5 separate regions of the Mus musculus genome follow, and regions 1, 3, 4 and 5 are each linked to region 2. A link is a contact called in public Hi-C, HiChIP or PLAC-seq and promoter capture Hi-C data. All regions are on one chromosome and are shown on one strand. The core of a region is the stretch at or near the end of the contact, and the rest is flanking DNA. Distances in the headings are between cores, read along the strand shown. Region 1 holds the start of Akap5 (A kinase (PRKA) anchor protein 5). Region 2 holds the start of Churc1 (churchill domain containing 1). Region 3 has its middle 15 kb from the start of Gm10451. Region 4 overlaps Mthfd1 (methylenetetrahydrofolate dehydrogenase (NADP+ dependent), methenyltetrahydrofolate cyclohydrolase, formyltetrahydrofolate synthase). Region 5 holds the start of Fut8 (fucosyltransferase 8).

The links. Promoter capture Hi-C pulls out the DNA fragments that hold promoters and counts their contacts. A called contact is a pair of places that touch in the nucleus more often than the background predicts. HiChIP or PLAC-seq counts read pairs in DNA pulled down with a chosen protein or histone mark.
Region 1: an H3K4me3 HiChIP or PLAC-seq map of bone marrow-derived macrophages shows a contact between it and region 2, with 5 times the contacts expected there. The contact joins the promoter of Akap5 here to the promoter of Churc1 in region 2. A contact is called at or near these places in 4 of 39 promoter capture datasets (the C10 cell line, hippocampal neurons, neutrophils and 1 more) and 3 of 115 datasets of contacts at active chromatin or transcription factors (bone marrow-derived macrophages, epiblast stem cells and trophoblast stem cells).
Region 3: a promoter capture Hi-C map of embryonic stem cells shows a contact between it and region 2, with 2.7 times the contacts expected there. The contact joins the enhancer-like site here to the promoter of Churc1 in region 2. A contact is called at or near these places in 6 of 39 promoter capture datasets (embryonic stem cells, hematopoietic stem and progenitor cells, hippocampal neurons and 3 more), 9 of 115 datasets of contacts at active chromatin or transcription factors (bone marrow-derived macrophages, embryonic stem cells, epiblast stem cells and 3 more) and 2 of 9 other capture datasets (adipose tissue and liver).
Region 4: a Hi-C map of cortical neurons shows a contact between it and region 2. The contact joins the enhancer-like site here to the promoter of Churc1 in region 2. A contact is called at or near these places in 4 of 39 promoter capture datasets (the 3T3-L1 cell line, 3T3-L1-derived adipocytes and hippocampal neurons), 1 of 484 Hi-C or Micro-C datasets (cortical neurons) and 1 of 115 datasets of contacts at active chromatin or transcription factors (bone marrow-derived macrophages).
Region 5: a contact with region 2 is called in an H3K27ac HiChIP or PLAC-seq map of thymic regulatory T cells, with 4 times the contacts expected there. The contact joins the promoter of Fut8 here to the promoter of Churc1 in region 2. A contact is called at or near these places in 1 of 39 promoter capture datasets (the C10 cell line), 2 of 484 Hi-C or Micro-C datasets (CD4 T cells and uterus), 2 of 115 datasets of contacts at active chromatin or transcription factors (memory CD8 T cells and thymic regulatory T cells) and 1 of 9 other capture datasets (adipose tissue).

The regions. Positions count from the first base shown.
Region 1 is chr12:76,323,473-76,326,172 of GRCm38.p6, forward strand. Akap5 (A kinase (PRKA) anchor protein 5) reads left to right here and starts at 1,419. Exons shown (of 2, transcript NM_001101471.1): 1 at 1,419-1,517.
Region 2 is chr12:76,764,222-76,766,921 of GRCm38.p6, forward strand. Churc1 (churchill domain containing 1) reads left to right here and starts at 1,317. Exons shown (of 4, transcript NM_206534.2): 1 at 1,317-1,417. The coding sequence starts at 1,379.
Region 3 is chr12:76,457,803-76,460,502 of GRCm38.p6, forward strand. No RefSeq gene overlaps it. Among named protein-coding and RNA genes, the nearest start is that of Gm10451, 15 kb to the left of the region's middle. Within about 2 kb of position 1,414, at least 122 of the 459 cell types and tissues checked have an H3K27ac peak or open chromatin away from gene starts, as enhancers often do. A contact at or near this core is called in embryonic stem cells, epiblast stem cells, extraembryonic endoderm stem cells and 3 more, where this site is marked.
Region 4 is chr12:76,286,973-76,289,672 of GRCm38.p6, forward strand. Mthfd1 (methylenetetrahydrofolate dehydrogenase (NADP+ dependent), methenyltetrahydrofolate cyclohydrolase, formyltetrahydrofolate synthase) reads left to right here. Exons shown (of 28, transcript NM_138745.2): 9 at 1,909-2,036; 10 at 2,459-2,556. Among named protein-coding and RNA genes, the nearest start is that of Gm40444, 12 kb to the left of the region's middle. Within about 2 kb of position 1,294, at least 42 of the 459 cell types and tissues checked have an H3K27ac peak or open chromatin away from gene starts, as enhancers often do. A contact at or near this core is called in cortical neurons, where this site is marked.
Region 5 is chr12:77,236,776-77,239,475 of GRCm38.p6, forward strand. Fut8 (fucosyltransferase 8) reads left to right here and starts at 1,329. Exons shown (of 12, transcript NM_016893.5): 1 at 1,329-1,424. It overlaps 9530018F02Rik (a long non-coding RNA gene), which reads right to left and starts at 2,451. Exons shown (of 1, transcript XR_003950200.1): 1 at 1-2,451.

The DNA of each region.
Region 1 (2,700 bases), core at 169-2,668, 440 kb before region 2:
TGATATTGACCTCTCAAAGGTCATGGTCCACTTAAGAAAGGGGACAGGGTCTTGTTCTTCCGCGTCCCTGGGGCTTTCGAGCTCTGTGCTAGGAGGAGCCCTGGAGGAGGCTGAGGCCTGCTGGAGTACCACATCCATGCTGACAGGTGAGCACAGAACATGGCCCATGTGACATCTCATATCAGAACCGCGGCTGGATTACTGTTTCCTTTAGGACATCCCTTGGGGTCTGCTTACCTTGTTCCTCTCAAGTGGGGACGGAGATGAGGGTGCTCACTATTCCAGCCCCATTTGGAGCAAAGGGTATTTGCCTGGTGTGCACAGAGCCTGAGGTTTGGACATGGTGAAACAAGCCTGTCAGAGTGTGTGTGTGACTTACAGGGTCTCAGCTTGAAAACATCCCAAAGCCACAGGCCCTGAGCTGGGGAGGCCACACCTTTGTGTGCACAGAGCCATATTTGTGCTGGTTCCCACCTGAGCTGACACCTTCCTGTTCCAGAGTGAGGACTGTACCAGTACCAGGTTGAGGTTCTGTTTAGTGAGTTTATTTCTGTTTCTCACCATATATATATAATTTTCTCCATAGCCAGGTGCAGCTTCTGAGGTGGAGGTGGGTGAATCTCAGTGAGTTCAATACCAGGCTGGTTCACAATGAGTTTCAGGTCGGTCGTACAGAGCTACACAAATAAAATGTCTGCCAGTGGATGGTGGCACAGGCCTTTAATCCCAGTACTCTGGAGGCAGAGACAGGTGGATCCCTGTGAGTTTAAGGCCAGCCTGGTCTACAGAGTGAGTCCCAGGACAAGCAAGGCTACACAGACAAACCCTGTCTCGACAAAATAAATAAAATAAAATCCTCCCCCGGCCCCTTATTGTCTCTGTACTGTTATGAATCTTGCTTTTTAATTTTGTTTTTGCAAAAGATCCAGCTAGGGCTGGTTACAGGTGGTTGTGAGCCGCCTAATGTGGGTGTATGGGGATCGATCTTAAACCCCCTGGAAGAGAAATACGTGCTGTTCACCGCTGAGCCATCTTTCCCATCAATCTTTATCTGTAGATATGCTTTCTACCTTGTCTTTAATGTTCCAGGGGGGATTCACGGTGGGAGCCTTATAAATTCAAACAAGGTTTTTACGGATGTGCGTCTCAGGAAATGAGGGGTTTCTACCCTCTTGCAGTCCTCCTGCTTTGCTTTAGTGGTCCCTCCACCCTGGTCCTGATGTCTTTATGCAGCGGTGATGCGTCCGGGGCGGGAGCACGGAGGTCTCTCCCAGGCCGCTGGGCAGTCGGCTGGCAGGTGGCTGGCTGAGTTCACCCCGCCCCCGGCCCTAGCCCCGCCCCACTGCTCCACGCGCATTGGCGCGACCAGCTGTCTCTCTCCGCGCTGGGGAGGGGGCGCGCGGCTGCGGTCCCTCTGCAGAGGGCTGCGCGCTCCGCGGTCTCCGGGGCTCTCCGTTGTTTGGGCCCGTGCTCCTCGACCTCGGGAGCAGAGCTGGCCAGAGACCGCGACGATCTGGGTAAGTAGAGGCAAGACTAGAGGCTCTGGGTCAGAATCTGGTGCACTGAGCCCTGGTAACGGCGGCAGACCCCGGGTCCTGGTCACCAGATTGTGAGGGACACGACTGCAAGGTCGCCGATCCTCAGACGGCTCCAGGTGGGTGACCCTGGGCTGTTCTGCCGCCCGCTCGCTTCGCACGAGTTGCAGCTGCTGCTTTGGCACCGGCTGCCTACCTAACCCTTTTCCTTTAGGGGTTTTCTGGGGAACTGTGATTTTCGGCTCCGGGCTATGATAGTTCTGCAGATAGCTTGAAGCTGGGCTATCTATTCCACGCCCCCGGTATTTTCCTTTCTGAGCACTTTATCCTGAGCTCTGTCTCCTGCCATAGGGGCGTCAAGCTTGGAGAATCCTTCCTCCAGGAGGAAGCTTCGCGGTTCGTGTCTAGTGCTGGGAAGGGTTCCTTGCTCTGTTCAGATAGTGGTTGCTCTCTGTTGCTCAAGGGGAGAAGGGTGGTGGTTGTTTTCTGTGGTCTTGGACAGGAGATTCTGCCAGGAAAGGACAGCAGGGACTTTAAGGTTTCCAAGACAATAATGGTCCTCTCGAAGGTAAAGGTGAATCATTTGCAGTCTTAACACTCTGCAAAGTTTTAATGCCTGCAGGCTGCATCCTTTCCCTGCCTCGCCTACACTTGTTGGGGTGTTGATCTCTACAGTGATGTACATTAAAAGAAACCTCTCGTGCAACCATCTAGGCCATTTAGGTTAGTTTCAGAGACTTTCCGGAATATAATCTCATTTGAATATTTCTTCTATTAATACACACACTTAGAAGGAATGATCTCTAGAGCGCTGGAGGCTCAGGGAAAGAAGACGTGGAAGCCATTAAGACTGGGTTCTAGTTCTAGTGCTAGGGTGTGTGAGGAGAGACTGCAAATGTTATACTGGTCCCATCATTCTAGAATTTTATGTTTCTTTGTAGAAAGATGAAGCTTTCAATACTTACCCTTAAAAAAACAAAAGAAAAGCCTTAGCTCTTAAAACGGTTTTTCAGGGTTCCAGTTCTACAGAGAATTGGGAACTGGTACCCAAGTGAAAGCTCTGTGAAGAATATGCATGAAAGGCTCCCCTGCGCCTAACTCAGGGCTCAGCACCTAAAATGCACGGAGCTGTTGTTAGCTAGTCATTCCAGGTCCTCATTCCTTA
Region 2 (2,700 bases), core at 67-2,566:
ATGTGTTCTGGGTAAATGCCCAGGAATAGAATAACAGGTTCATATGGTGATTCTAGTTTTAACTTTTTGAGTAGTCACCAAACTGATTCTACAATGTCTGTATTTTAATTTGCACTCCCACCAACAGTGACTAACAGTTCCTTTCTCTCCACATCCTTCCCAGCATTTGTCATCAGATTTATTGATGAGAGCCATTCCGACAGGGGTGAGAGGGTATCTAAAAAATAATTTTAATTTGCACTTCCCTGATGTTTGAGGACAATGAACACTTATTGGCCATGTTTTGTTTTTTTTTTTAATTTTGAAAAGTGTCTATTCAATTCATTTGCCCATTTATTGACTGGCAGTTTTGTTTCCTTGGTATTTAGTTTCTGCAATTCTTATAAATTCTGGATATTTGCCTCTTGTTTGAAATATGGCTGGTAAAGATGTTTCCCATGCTGAGGACTGTTTTTTTCTGCTAATTGTGTCCTTTGCTGAATAGAAACTTTTCGTGTAGTCCGTTGATACTAAGGGTTAGTTTCTGTTAGTGTTAGTGTTCCTGTGCTAATTAAAAAGTTCTTGTCCAAAGCAGTGTCTTTTTTAAAAAATTTACTTTTATTTTATGCACATTGCCTGCATGTGTGTTTGTGTTAGGGTGTCAGATCTTGGAGTTACAGACAGTTGTGAGCTGCCATGTGAGTTCTGGGAAGTGAAATTGGGTCCTCTGGAAGAGCATTCAGTGTTCCTAATGGCTAAGCCATCTCTCCAGCCCCTCCAACCCAATATCTTGACAACTATCCCCTATGTTTTCTTCTGGAAGTTTCAGTGTTTCCTGTTTTAGATAATGGGTTTTGATCCATTTTTGAATTGATTTTTGTACAAGGCGTATGATAAGAATCTAATTTAAATAATTTAGTAGGTTCTCGACAGCGCTCTAAGCTTCTCTTCCCAAACACCAGCTTACTCCTTCTCTGAAGTCTGATCTCTTATCTGTTATTATAGCACAAAATGGTATTTAAACTGTCATTTCAGGTTTTTTGAGTCTGGTAAAAATGGAGGCAAGAAGAAACAATTCCCCTTTTTGCTGTACTTCTGTAATTCTTTTTTAATCAGAATTCAAGAAGGCGCCTATTAGAAGTTCTTTCAGGCTCAAAGCCTCTTCCTCTTTTCGACACTTCTTTGAGTCCTCAGATCTTTTCAATACCTGAAGATTTTTGAGTCCAGTCCTCGGTGCACCCTCCTTACCCGGAGACCGCCTAACAACCGTTGCTATGGGCGGAGACTTTTAGCCAGCTGTGGAGTCCTTAGATCGTGTGCGACAAAATCGATATCTCAACTCTCGCGAGGTTTCGCCTTCCGGGTGTCGCTGGGGTCGTTCTCCGAAAACTGCGTGACGATGTGTGGGGACTGTGTGGAGAAGGAGTACCCCAATCGGGTGAGCAAGTGGGCGCGAAGAGCCTCTCGCAGGCTCGGTGTTCGACCGATATTCCTAGACAGGCCAGGGGCCCACTCTGCAGTCCTGTCACCCCAGTGACCCTGAGTACCGGCCGCAGGTTCCCTCTGGTGGCTGACGTCAGCGGTCCTTCCGGTTCTGTTGCTGGGGACAACGGGGAACCCTCAAAATTACCTACCCACCCAAATTGACAGCAGCCTCTGAGGCCCTGACGCGATCCCGGCTTCATCCTCCAGCTCGACTTGATGGAATTCTTTTTACCTCATTCTGTCGCTGAATGAACGTATGAGGTCATTTTAAAATCCACCTTTTTTGAGACAGGTTTTGTGTAGCCCAGGCTGGTTTCGAACTCTCTATGTACCCGAGGAGGATTTTGTTTGACTTTGATCCTCCTTCCACATACCTCTTGAACGCTGGCATTACAAGCGCGCGCCACTGGGCTCAATTTAGAAAATGTTAGGGATGGAAGTGAGAGCTTGGTGCGGAGGCAAGCTTGCCACCGACTGAGCTACACTTCCAGCCTCTGGTTCTAACCCACGTTTGAAGATGGCAGAACTGGTCCCCAGAGAGGACCTATCACCTGCCCAAGTATGAGAGCCGAGACTAGATTGTGATCTCCCTCTCCGCCTCGTCCCGTTCTCTTTTCCTTGCGCCTTCCCTTTCCCCTTCCCTTCTTAGCACTGAGGCCTGACCCCAGCATGTGTCCCTACCAGGCAAGCACTCTGCCAACAGAACTATACCCCCTGCTCTTATTTTAAGCCTTTGCGCCTCTCGGGCTTAGGAGGTTTTGAGGCTTGGCTCTTACTGTTCTTTCAGGGAATCACTACTGCACGTTGATGTGTGTAGAGAGTGCTTGGCTGCTCTGTGAAGGAGTGACTGCCAAGGCTCTGGGGCTGCTTCTGGGCTTGCAATTTGGGGGCATAGGATTGACAGGCTGCTGTTTAAACGTAGTGAAAAGGAAGATTGAGCAGGAATGGGGCTGCGGTGTTCTCCTTCCACATAAGGTGGGTTTGGACGATGATTTAGAGGAGGAAGGATCTGCAGGACAATAGCAAGATGAAGGACCCTTGAGTTGGCTGGGAGGGAAAACATCCTCATAGTTCTTTCTCTTAATAGTTTGTGAGTGATGGGCACACACCTCTAATCCCAGCACTGGGGAGACAGAGGCAAGCAGATCTCCAAGTTCAAGGCCAGCCTGGTCTATAGAGCTAGTTTGAGGACAGCTAGAGCTACACTGAGAAACCCTGTCTTGAAAAAACAACAAA
Region 3 (2,700 bases), core at 164-2,663, 310 kb before region 2:
CATTTGGCCTTGCTGCTTTGTGTAGCACTGCCACCCAGCACAGGATGTGGCCATGGGAAACCAAACCTGCCCTGCCCACAACATGCAATTATAGCTTTAATATTTGGATGGTCCAATCCAATGTCAGGTCTCTTGTTGTAGAGGCCAGGACATAATCCCAAGTCTCTTCTTGTTCCAAAACAAACCCAGAAGCCTTTATTCTTGAGACTAACTTCCTCTGATGAGGTTTCCCTGGTTCTGTGGAGGCCTCTGTCTGCTCACCTCAGCCTCTAATTACAGCTCTCGCCTGCCTCATCTGTTTCGTTGCTTGAGCTGGGGATGGATGTGAGGCTGGGTGTTCTGTTCTTGCTTTGGAGCCTAGGCCTAGAAAAGTACGGCCTTCCCTGTAATTTCTATATTCCTCCGAGTCAGCCTCAGCCTTACTGAAAGAGCACATCTGCAAAGACCAAAGCGAGCATGGACCCCTCCCCCATGTGCAAGCTCCACCCTGCCTTATCAGGAAAATGAATCTGATGATCCCTTCAATGTCCATCAGCTGGCAAGCAAGCAAAGGCCTATTGCCCGCTGATGAAGGTGCCCAGAGGCCATGAGAGTTCACAGGATAGAGGTTGCTCTCTGCTCCCAGGGAGACCCCTGGACTCCACTTGTAATATAGTCAGCCCAGACCCATTTGGCCTGTGCAGAACAGGACAGCACTCATCCCAGGAGGGAGACTGTGGTAAATTAAATTTGCCACATACTCAGTGACACAGGGTCATCACTGATGCAGACTGAGGGGCCGAGGGGAAAAGAATGAAGGGAGCTGTTGAGCCATCCACCTTTTAACTGCCCATCACTGTCTCATTGTTTCTCAGGTTAGCCACGCTGATGGGGCAGTTTCTCAATTGAGATGATTCCCTCTTTTTTTTTTTTTTTTTTTTTTTTCCTGGTTTTTTGAGACAGGGTTTCTCTGTGTAGTCCTGGCTGTCCTGGAACTCACTCTGTAGACCAGGCTGGCCTCGAACTCAGAAATCCGCCTGCCTCTGCCTCCCAAATGCTGAGATTAAAGGTGTACGCCACCACGCCCGAGATTCCCTCCTTCTTGATGTCTCAGAAAGGTAGGGGCAGGCTGAGCACTTCTGACACTCCTCCAGAGTTCTTCCAGATGTTCCCCTTCAGCTCATTTAACTAAAGAAAGCAATCCCATTAGGCCTTAGCTCTTCAAAAGCAGTTCTAGATTCCACAGGTCAAGAGGCCCTGAAATCTCATCACTTCCCACAAGTGACCCCAGGCATGTGCAAACAGGCACTGAAGGAAGACTAGCTGAGTGCAGAGGTTAGGGTGGGGTGGGCGGAGGGCTGAGACAAACCACTGAGTGCCCAAGGCCAGTCAGCATGGAAGGTTCGTGGTAGGAAGGAGCACAGAAACAAGGGCTGATTAGCAGAGCTGGTGTGAGGTCAGACAAAGAGGTCTCTGTTTGTCTGAGGGGGTAGCAGCTGGACGGAGTGAGTCAAGGCTGTGAGTCACAGTCCTGGTTCCCAGAGCTGTAACAAATACCTGAGATAACACAAAAGAGGGTGGGAGAAGGGATGGGGAGGGAGCGGCACAGGGGTGGAGATTATCAGATGTAGGGAGAGCAGGGGAAAGAGAAGGGAAAGTGGGGGGTGGGCAATCTCTAGGACACCACAGAGACCTGGGGTGGGTGGAAGCCCCAGGGAATATATGGGGGTGACTCTAGCTGACACTCCTAGCAGTGGGGTATATGGATCCAGAAGTGATCACTTCCTCTAGCCAGGCAGGACTCCCAGTGGAGGGATGAGGACAGTAATTCACCCACCAAATCTTCTATTCAAAATGTATCCAGCCTACAAGATGTACAGGGACAAATCACAGAGATGGAGGATATGGCCAACCCATGACTGCCCCAAATTGAGACCCATCCCATGGGCAAGAACTGACACTATTAATGATACTCTGTTATGCTTGCAGACAGGAACCTAGCCTAACTGTCCTTTGAGAGGATTCACCCAGCAGCCAATAGAAAGAGATGCAGAGACTCACAGTGTGGGAAGCCACATGTGCCGTTGCTGAGTGGCACTGACTACTGCTGGCCACCACGCATAAGATTGGACAAACAACCAATGTGTACATATGCAGTAAAGTTTTTTGCAAAGACACTGCCTGGCCCAGGCATGATAATGAGGTTCTGTAAGGTACTGAGAGTATAACCAATCAGATGTGAGACATGCAAATGAGGTATGATAATGAGGTTCTGTAAGGTACTGAGAGTATAACCAATCAGATGTGAGACATGCAAATGCGGTATGATAATGAGGTTCTGTAAGGTACTGAGAGAGAGTAGCCAATCAGATGAGGAACATGCAAATGAGGCTTAATGCATAACCAATCCGGGTGTGAGACACGCCCCTCCTAGGCCTATAAAAGTAGCACTAGTTCTGGGCTCGAAGTCTTTTCGCCTCTACAATCAAGCTCTCCCAATAAACGTGTGCAGAAGGATCCTGTTGCAGCGTCGTTCTTCCTGGCCAGTCGAGCGCGCGCAAGATCACAGTCAAATATTAGATGGAGCTTGGGGACCCGAAGAGGACAGGGACTCCACAGAAAGGCCAACCAAGTCAACTAACCTGGATGTGTGTGGGTTCCCAGAGCCTGAATCACCAACCAAAGAGCAAGCGCGGGCTGGACCAAGTCTCCTGTGTATAC
Region 4 (2,700 bases), core at 44-2,543, 480 kb before region 2:
TTAATGCATACATTTTTCCAGTTTTTACATTTTGATTTGCAATGTTGGGGAGTCAAACTCAGGACTTTGCACATTCTGGGCAAACACTCTGCCACTGAGCCACATCTCCAGTCACCTCAAAAGAAGCCTTTTCAGGAATCGAGTGGCTGGAGCTGGTGACTGGCTTTCCGGCTTGGCTAGTAAAGATACTTGGAGACGTGACAGTGCTTTATTTAACAGGGGCAGATTCCTCACCTCACCATCTCCACTCACAACCTAAGAGTTTCTGTACTGCCTCTATAGGTAGTAGCCTCCAAACTGAGTTTCAGAGCCAGACTCAAGCCAGACTTGAGTTTTATGATTGGAAATTTCCATTGACGGAGAAAGCGTGGAGCTAGGAAGGGATAACCGTGCTGTTACGTGGCCACTGTCCTCCCGACCACACAGTAGTGGTGAGGCTCTTGTCCCCTCTTCAGCAGGGAATTAAGTCAACCCTCATAGTGTTTGGTCAGTGTGTATGTGTACTGGGCATGTGCAGAAGTCAGGATAACTTTTTGGAATCGGTTCTTGCCTCCCTCTGCCTTGGTGAGATAGATTCCTTTCCACCATCCTGTATTCTCCCAGGTTAGCTGGCCCACTAGTTTTCTGGTGATTTTTCCTGTCAACCCCTCAGCCTGGGAATGTTGGACTTACAGGTGCATCCACCTCCTAACGTGGGGATCTAAACCATTCTTTCTCCCTCCTCCTGCATCCCGAAAAGGCTTTGGGAAGGACTAGAATCTTTCTTGCCATGGTGTGCTGCTTTAGCCTTTCAATGACCTAAAATATTGTGAGCAGGTGTGCGTTAGGCCTTTGCATTTTTGGACCACAAGTCAGTGCCAAGCCTCGAAGGGTGAAGGATAGTGATAGTGAACAGGCTCATCCTAGAGACGGAAGCTTCTTGGTTTGGGGTTGTTTTATTTTTTATTTTTATTTTTTGGCTACATCAAAAACCTTCCTCTCCCAGCATAGCAACATGCCTGAAGAGAACTGGAAATGTGCCTAAGATTCTACCAGATCCTCCCCAGGAACTTTAATGCTTCGAGGTCTAGGCCTGTCCCTCAGCGTCTCCCGGAAGTGCCCCAGAGCAGGGTGTAGGATGTTCTCTGTGTGAGCGGCGGTGCATCTCTGAGTTTGTTCCCTTGAATAGCTGTTCTTCGCTGGAGAGATTTGTGCTTCTGGTCCTTTTAAGGGAAGTGTAATTATATTCTTTGCCTTGAGCAAGCATTTAAGAAACTGCTCAGTATTTGGAATGGGATGTTGAATTGTTCCTCCGGCTCCTGCCTGGAGCTCTGTAACTGCTGACAGTTGCTGTAGAAACGTATCTGGCAGCTGTGACATAGTTGGAGCTTTGTGTACCTAAAAAAAAAAATTCCTTTGTAGGCCTTGGCAAATTAACATTTGAAAAGGTCGTACATTTTAAGAATAAGAAGCGTATTTTATTATTTATCACCAGAGGGACTATAAAAGGAATCTGAAAAGCCCCCTTTTTAAAAGTATTTATTTATTCTTAAATTTATTTATTCTTAATTTATTCTAAATTATTTTAATTTTCTGTTCTTGCCACTTAGACATCTCCTGAGGTTTTTCAGATAATGTAATTTTCTCCCTAGAAGATGGTGGAGCACCTGCCAGCTATCTAGCACTGGGGATTGGAATAGAATCCAGGGCCCGTCTCGTGCTGGACCAGTGCTCTACCACAGAACTGCACCCTGGCATGTCCAGTAGCTTTAATTAAATAGACACTCAAGCCTCATGGGACTAATACCCTCTGCAGATGGGGAGCCAAGCTTATAATCAATCACTACGTCACCGTGCCTCTGAGACTCTATGATTACGTCACTGTGCCTCTGAGACTCAACTTTGATTTCTCTCCCTTTCCTGATCCAGATGATACAAAACCAAATGGAAGGAAAGTCGTGGGTGATGTGGCCTACGATGAGGCCAAGGAGAGGGCGAGCTTTATCACGCCTGTCCCTGGTGGCGTGGGGCCCATGACCGTGGCAATGCTGATGCAGGTATGGCGCAGAAAGTTCTGGATTATTCTAGAGACTTTCCTACCCAAAGACACCACTAAGACCCACTCAGAAATTAGGCTGAGATAAGAGTCTGTTGGAGGAAAGAGGAGGGAGAGACCAAACAATGGTATCCTTCACATTGATAGAGGAGGCGGTGCCCTTAAGTCCTTTGGGGTCTAGAACTGAAGTACAAACACGCTGGCTGGCTTTACACCTGCTGGTGTGGGTGAAACAAAGACCTCGGAGCTCGGTGCCTCCTCTCTCCCTTCTAGCTGAGGTGTTTACACGGGGGTGGGGTGGGGTGGGTGTTGGGGTTGCGGATGGATTCCGTTGGTCTGAACTGTGGTGACCTGGGGCTCAGACCTGCTGTGTGGAGTTAAACTATTCGCTGTTTCTCTCTCCGTCCTTCTCCCTTTGCCCAGAGCACAGTAGAGAGCGCACAGCGCTTCCTACAGAAATTTAAGCCAGGGAAGTGGACAATTCAGTATAACAAGCTGAACCTCAAGACTCCTGTCCCAAGGTAGGCGTGAAATGTTCTCGGTTAGAAGGTTGTGGCTGGTCAGGGTTAACTGCTGGGTACCATGGGTCCATGTGTGCATTGATTGAGGGGAGGAGCCTGTTACTAGTGTGGGGTTAATTAAACATGGTGACTAAACCCATCCTT
Region 5 (2,700 bases), core at 79-2,578, 470 kb after region 2:
TCTGGGATGGTAACTATATCCTGAGCATGGCCTGAAGGATCTTTGAGAGCAGCGTACTGTGACACTGAGCAGAGACCTGAACTGCTGAAGAACTACTTTCTCACTGTATTTCAGAGTCATCAGTTTGGCGCTTTCTTATATACTATGCTGTTCTATAAAGATGTACTAAGTTCTTCACAAATATTTCTAGTGGCTTTTTCTTAAATAGAAAGTAGGTGGGATGCTTTGATTCCTATAGTTTTAATATTTCCTAGGAGATAATTAAAGCCAGATTAAAGGAGCAGAGAGTTCGAGGCACACATAAAACTTTGAATGTAGAGATCTTCAAGTACTGCAAATGGTAGCGTGTGTTAATTAACTAGAAATGGTTCCTCTTTTTCCCTTGAATACATTCAAGCCATACATCCTTGTTAAAGTGCTTTTTAAATGCTGTGCTGAAGCCTCAAAGTAAACATTTTACCTCTGACTCCTAAAAATGTTCCAGGCTGTGGGTGTAGCCCAGGAGAAAACACACCCTTAGCATGCACATACTCACACAAAAGGAAAAATAATTCAGGGTTTTGACTGTTGAAATTTTAGCCCTTAATCCATCTAAGTACAGTATAAGCCTAAATTTTGCTTATTTGCAACAGAGAACTGAGAGTCTCACGGAAGTTATCTACGCATTTAATAAATGACTACAGATTTGTTGAATGATGACACCCAAGCTTTTTGGCTAGATCATAATTCTGACTTCACCAGAGTTTTGTGTGACCTTCAATAAGCCACGGTGTTTTCTCAGAGAGCTTTATTTCGAAGAGACATTAACCCAGTCACAGGTCCGGAAAAGCTTCTCAGGGTGCGGAGCTCCTGAAGGCACAGGCATTTTTTTTTTTTTCCTTTTTAAAAAGCACTGTCCTTTGCATTTTAGAAACACAGTTCCTGATATAGAATAAACATTGGGAATTTATGAGAGTTATTAGGTAGGTTGCATTCTTGGCAGGCTACGACCTCTTTAATGTCTTTTCTGTGTTTTTTTGATTACTAGCATATAAAAGGGTGGCCCTGTTTACTCAGAGATACGTTTCCAAAGTATTTACTAGTATTTATCTGTGCTGGGAGGAATAATTGTCTTGAGGGCAGCTTTTCTACTCAGTCACCCGGCTGAGTCCTCAGGCTTGGGATCTGGTCCCCAGGCTACAGGGAAGAGTTCGGCACGGGAAGCTCATCTTCCGGCCCTCTGATTGGCCAGTTCGCACTCCACTCACTGGTTTTCCCGCTCTGATTGGCCCCGGCAGCACCCCTTCGGCCCGCGACTACTTTGTGTGCCCTGGCTGCGCGGCTGGGTCCTCCCGCCCAGCTCGCCCTCCCGGACGGTCTGTCGGAGGTAGCCCTTCGGCACTCGGCTCAGCATCGCGGGCGTCAGGATCCCCGAGTGCGAGCGGGTAGGAAGCATCCTAGGGAAAAGCCTCTCCTCTCCTGTACTCAATAAACTTCCGCCTCCGAAGGGCTGAGGCAGCAGCGGCTGCGAACGGCCGGGCTTCGAACTCGGGCTCTGCGGGGTTCTTTCTCTTCAGATGAAGACAGAGCCCGCAGGGTAGCCGGACCGCCCGGAGCCGAGGTGGCACTGTGTGCTGGTGCCTCAGCGGATGAGCAGCAGAGAGTACCCCGAAACTAGTACAGAGCCCTATTGAGCCCCAGCGGGGTGCGCCTCTGGGTGGTGGGCCAGGCCGGCCAGGGCGTGGGGAGCGCTGCTCCCCTCAGCCTCCGACCCTCAGGCGGCCTTCGCCTGTAGAGACCAAAGCCGGAGCCCGCGCGCGGCCGCTGTCCGGCTGGAACTCGGGTCCCGCCGTGGCCCGGTGGATGCTGCAGCTCCGCTGTCCACCCGCACAGAGAGGAAGGGGACGGGGCGGAGCCTGTGCACATGCCAGGGTCGCTGGAGGAGGCCGCGGCCGGCGCATGCGCGCCCTCCCCCAGCAGGCTGGGACGCCGAGGGGCGCGCGCCCCTCTCCGCGCGCGCACGCTCGCTCGCTCGCTCCCTCGCTCGCGCCGGCCGGCGGCTTCCCCGCCTGCGCTCCCGGTCGGAGCCACTCCGGCGCGTGCGCGCGTGGTCTCGGGCCGACCCGAGTGGCCGGGTTCTCTGGGCTCCAGGCCCCCGCCGCCCCCTCCCCGGCTCCCAGCCAACCCGTCCCTCCCTTTCCTCACGGAATGGGGCCGGCGCTGCTCGGGGTCGCGCGTCCTGGACCCGGCTCGCGCTCGGTCTCGCGCTGTCAGCCGCTGCCTGGCTCGCGCCGCCTTGCGCTTTCCCTCAGTCAGTGGCGCCGAAGGCTCCGTTAAGCGGCGGCCGCGGTTCCTGTTTCCGTTTCTTCCTCTCCCTTCAGTCGGGAGTAGCATCCTCCACCCCAGCACCCCTCCCACTCTCCCGCCGCGGCCAGCTGCAGCTGGAGGCAGCGGCGGCGGCGACGGGGGACGGCGCCGACCGCCTCGCTCCCGCCTCGGGTAAGGGGGCGTTAGGGAGCCGGGCCCCGCGCGCCGCGGACTCCAGGACGGGGCGGGCGCGGGCTCTGTGGAGCCTGGGCTCGGGGCGCTCCTTCGTCCTCCCGCCGATACCGGGCCTGTTGCTGCAACTGCTGCAGCCGTTGCTCAGCCAGCGGCCCCGGGAAAAGTGGGGAGGGAGCCTCCGGGACACCCCGGCGTAGCCTTGGCCCCTTGGGTGAGGGG